Linked DNA regions of Sus scrofa: region 2 is linked to region 1. The links are chromatin contacts, called in public targeted proximity ligation maps. All regions are on one chromosome and are shown on one strand. The core of a region is the stretch at or near the end of the contact, and the rest is flanking DNA. Distances in the headings are between cores, read along the strand shown.

Region 1 (2,700 bases), core at 40-2,539:
GGGGCTGGGGGTAGGGTCGTTATTAAGGAATCATCTCAGATGCTCCCTTAACAGGAAATAAGCAGTGGCGAGAGCTCTCCTGGGGGAAGAAACTTCAGTGGCAATTTCCTTCCTTTGATTTCCCCTCTTCAAAAAGACTACCCTCTTCAAAAAGATTACCCCAAGTTCCCTTGGGGTTTGATGTCCAGAATCTCTTTGCTCCTTGCTGTGGTTGGAAACCCTCTTTTAAGGGACATGCCTAAGAATTCTTTCATCATTTTGAAAAATGAAAACCACCCAAGTTTCTGGAAGGAGAATAAAATGTCACTGAAAGAGAAGGTGCCAACTCCTAAAACCAAGGATGCTCAAAGAACTGACTGAATGAAATGAAGCACAGATCCATGTAAAACATGATGCTGAGCGAAATAGTCCCACATAGGATCACAGGTTGTAGGAACCTATTTATATGAAACAAACAGACAGAATGCAGTTTGCTGGTTCTGGGAGGAGGGAGCAGAAGTGACTACTGACGGGTACAGGGGCCAGATGACATTGTGAATGTGCAAAGTATCACAGAACTATGCACTTTAATGTGGCTAATTATTGATTTACATTAATTTTGTGGGTTTTTACAAGTTGGGGGGGAAATGAACTGATTGCCTAAAAAGTGTTTACACTGAGTTATGAAAACAGCTATAGTGTTTCATAAGTCCAGTTGGAGAAGAACAGTTTCTAAATGAAACTTCTGGGCATAATTTCACATAGCTCAAAAAGACCAACTGGGAAATAGAGGCTCAGAAAGGACATGACAATTATTTAACCTTAACCATTTAGGACAGATTTGTTTAGTAAAATGGCTACCCCTCTAAATCAGTCATTACCTTTATCTTTTCAATGAACACTCCTTAAGAGGAAAATATTACATATCTATCTGTATAATCAGTGATAGAGACACTGAGTAAAGCATCTGAAGGGGAAAAACAGCAGATTAGAAAAAAGGCTCCACGCACCCATCAGGTTGATCACAGGAAGAGGAGGAGCAAGAACCACAAACCACCTGAAAGAGTCGTTTGAACTGTGTAAGCCAAGCATTAACCATTGTCAAGTTTACTGCCCTAGTAGTGTTTCGAAAAACTCTTTAATAAAGATGCACTTACCGCGTCATCAGTTAGGTAAAGAGGCTTTGCTCTCGCTGGCCTTTGCATGTCTCTCTCCACTTGTCCGTTAACACAGCACCCGAGTGTAGCCTCAGAGCTGGAGTCACAGTCGAGTTTTCAGACTGCTGAGCTTCCAGCAGGGAAGCCCTGAGAGTCTACTAAGATTTTTGCTGGGTGGGTGGGGCTTGTAGGTTCATCCAGTTTCCAGGCAGACACCGTAAATTCATTCCTGTTATCTTTTGACAAAAAATAGCCTGCCGTGCTGAGGCCAAGTGTTATTTATTGTCATGTCCTCTGTAGCAGTTAACAGAGTGTTCAGTAAAAACCTGACGAAAAATGATGACGTCTGAACCAAAACTGTCACAGTAGTTCTTGGTCATATAAAAACATAACAGAACTTTTAGTAGCAGTCTCAGAAGCGGCTCTGATCATTCCCCTTGCTCCACCACCTTCCCTGCCATGATCGAGAGACAGAATAGCACCAGTTACATCGGGGGGATTTAGCTGTGTCAGCCCAGCTTGTGCCAGGGGACTTGCTGTTAAAAGACAACACCAAAACTTCAGAAGTAGAACTCTGGCCAGCATTGATCTATGTCTTTATTGTCTTATTTTTACAAACAAAATGGGAAGAGAAAGATGAGTAATCCAGAAGGATGATAACTAGAGTTGGAAGTGTTCTATTTCTTTCCAGGAAAGGAATTAAACCCACTTGGAAATTGCTAGCCTTGTCAGTTATATGATAATAATGATAGAGAATGGTTAATGAAGCCAGTGGAGTTGAAAATACAGAGATTGTAGTTAAAACAGGGATTGGAGACACCAGAAGAAATATCAACTGATGCAAGAACATTAAAAACAACTGCTCCCTACCCCTCCAGGTTAGGAATTTATCTGGTGAATTTACCTGCACACAATAGTAAGTCTAGAATTCAGTAAGTGAACAGGATTTTTTTTTTTTTCATTCTTTCCTTCTCTTAGAAATCTCAACACTCCCCCCATCCCCCCACCATTCTCACAAAAATCATAATTATCTACCAGCAGGGGACCGGTAGTTTTAAAACTTTTGAGCTTTTAAAAAATAGAAATCCAAAAAGAAAGTTCCATTTTAATAACAAATCCATGTGGTGGGACTGTTCTGTTCAAAACTGGGAGCTGGGTGGGTCGGAGCCACTGTAACTTCCCACTCAGCTCCCAGGGCTTCGTGGTTTGCAATTATTGAGGATTAATTGCTGTTATAAACATGTCACATTATCAATATGTTCTTTTTCTCCCTCTCTCAAGATAATAGCCTGTGGCAGTGGCTATTATTATGGGGACATGTGATTCAGAAACTAAGTGGAGTGTTCCTTGTTAACCTCAAATATGAAATACGGATTTTTAAAATATGCTTTCGTTAAGTGCCTTCTTAAATATAGAGAGTCTTACACATTTTAATTTTAGGAGAAATACTCTTAAATCTTTATGTTTGCCAATGAAATTCCTGTCTATATGGGATGCTGGAAGTGGAAAGAAAAGGAGTTTCATTGTCACTATAATCCCTCTTTTCTTTCCTTTCACTCTCCAA
Region 2 (2,700 bases), core at 81-2,580, 240 kb before region 1:
TAATTTTAAAAGAATCCTTAACATTTTACTGTGTTGAGAACAATCCTTTGACTATGTGGTTCGGTCTTTTTCTGGAGTCTAGGCACAACAGTGTCAGTATCAGAGTTAGAGGCTTTATATGCCTGTTTGCTTTGACCTAGACATTGAATATGTGCTGATATGAGAAATCTGAAAAAGAATTAAGGCTAAGTAAAGAATTAAGACTAAAACTTAAAGGGTTTAAGGGTGAGTAAACAAACATCTGTCGTTTCGTTGTCAATTTCTGCCGGTGTAGACTGCAGAATATTTGTTGTTTGAATCTTGTTCACTCTGAGCACTCTAGGACTTGTGTGGGTTTCCCCCAGAGTAGGAAGGATTGTAAATGCAGTAGTTCATGAGGATGAGCTACCCTAGTGTTATACCAAGGATGGCATTTCTGGAGTGGGAGAAGAGGATGGCAAAAACTAAGAGAAAAGACTAGTGTCTTTTTTTTCTCGAAGAAAGTAAATAGACTCTGCTAAATTGTGTTTTCCTTGCCTTCTCATTTGCATCTTAGCTTTGTGGATAAGTTAACGTAACCTGTATGAGAATGACATAACTTTACTACCTCTTGCCTGTTCTAACTGCATTGCGTGAGAGGACTAATCTATGGCCCACATTTTTCTCCAGGGCTCTCTGCGGAAGTGAGTCAATACATTGTTTCTGGCTTTACTTGCTGTCCCTCCCTACCATGCCAGTGCAGGGCACATTGGAATTTTCCAGGTATATCCTTAGAGGAGGAGGTACAGGGGAGGGCCAGAGCAGGGAATCACAGTGCTGGGGACCGGGGAAGGGGGATTTTCTTGATTGTTCCAGGAAGTATTGAAAGTGAACCAGATGGAGTAGGAGTAAAAAAATTACCTGATTTAAAAATATACCAAACAGTGAAAAGTCCTTATATAAAGTATCTTTTATCATCATATTTAAAAAACTTATTTAAAATGAAAGCTGAGATTCTTTTTAGCATGAATTTCAACACCTTTTCTTGTGCTTGTGCCAAGAACACAGTGTTCTGTTAAGTCATTCAGTGACGAAGATTTCTGGCTTGCTGCCACCCAGGGTCAAGTTCATTCAGATGAGTTTCAGTGTAGGTTCTGAACTGAGTGAGAAACACTCCTCTTGTCTTGTCATGTTAGGTGGGTCTGGAGAATTAATTGTTTTAAATAAGATTATTAATACTTTTGTCTTTCAAGAATATAGTTTTTATGGCTTCATATACAAACATTGCTTTTGATGTCACCTTGCCTGCTTGTTGACTCTCCACGCCTGAATTGGTAAAATTTCACTGCTCTCTGAACCATGCCAGAGGAGAATCTAGTAGGCACTACATGCACTCTGGTGTTATGTGCTGTATTGCTTTATACCACTGAAGAAAACACACAGTAGTCAGAAAGTGCTTCTCTCAGTCACATATGCAAATTAAAGCTAGAAAAGATCAATTAGAAGTAAGAAAAAGACTGTCAAGATATATCCATCTTTAAGGCTTTTATTCATCCTTTCATGCGTTGGAATGAATGGTTCTTTCTTAGGGTCTTGGTTTTTTCCTCACTTACCATCTTTGTTTTCCAGTTACAGAAATGTATTGCCTCTGTTGTATTAAAAATGCAGTAAGTAAAAAAAAAAAAAAAATGCAGTAAGTATGCATAAAGCTAAAGGTTGGATCAGTTTTGCCTGAAAATTATACATGTGTAAATAAATTTTTCTAAAAATACTAAATTTGCATATATGTAAATGAGCAACCATATCTTATAGCTCACTAGTTATAAGGTAAGATATGTTTTTCCCTATTCATTGCAGAAGATAACATTTTTCCCTATTCATTGCAGTGTTTAAGCTGATTAAGTTTGTGTTGATACTGATAAAAGTTTTAAAGAAGGCTTGTATTGGTGTCTGTATTAATATGTGATTTTTTTTGGCTAAAGTCCAGTAATATTTCTTTTTTTGTGATCAATCACTGTCTTATTCATTAATGCCTTTCTGGAATTTGATGCCTTGTCCTCAGCTGCTCACCAAGTACTAACAGCCTGGTCAGTTAATGGGTAACGGTCATGTTACAGGTCAGACTTGTGATGATGGGTATTTAGGTCTGGGAATCTATTTCATATCATAAAAAATAATCAAATGAAGCAAATAAGTCACAAAAGTGCTTTTATAGACTTAATATTAAGGATTTAAAACCAAACATGTTATCAAAAGCTATAATATAAACATTTCTTTGGGGTATTTTTCTGCATGGGTTATTTTGGCTGGGCTTTCAATAAAGCTTGAACAGAAGAAATTTTTTTCCCATCAAATCTTGGCAAAAATACTAATTTATCACTTTACCAAGGACCTTTGAATGATATTAAGGTTTTTTTTTTTTTTTTTTTTTTTGAGGTTCCCAGGCTAGGATTCTCATCGGAGCTACAGCTGCCGGCCTACGCCACAGCAACGCTGGATCCAAGCCACATCTGTGACCTATACCACAGCTCACGGCAATGCCAGATCCTTAACCCACTGAGCAAGGCCAGGGATGGAACCCGCAACCTCATGGTTTCTAGTCGGATTCATTTCTGCTGTGCCTGGATGGGAACTCCAATATTAAGTATTTTTAAAGTAGATTGGATATATGTAAATTTCTCAGAATGCCTTATATTGTTAAATGTTGAAAGGAATATACTGCTTACTTCCCCTTCTGCTCAA

The links.
Region 2: a contact with region 1 is called in a targeted proximity ligation map of skeletal muscle. A contact is called at or near these places in 2 of 2 datasets of targeted methods (alveolar macrophages and skeletal muscle).

Annotation. Positions count from the first base shown.
Region 1 is chr4:79,906,975-79,909,674 of Sscrofa11.1, reverse strand. The region is part of intron 11 of SPIDR (DNA repair-scaffolding protein); the gene reads left to right. Among named protein-coding and RNA genes, the nearest start is that of CEBPD, 35 kb to the right of the region's middle.
Region 2 is chr4:80,142,076-80,144,775 of Sscrofa11.1, reverse strand. The region is part of intron 5 of SPIDR (DNA repair-scaffolding protein); the gene reads left to right. Among named protein-coding and RNA genes, the nearest start is that of SPIDR, 47 kb to the left of the region's middle.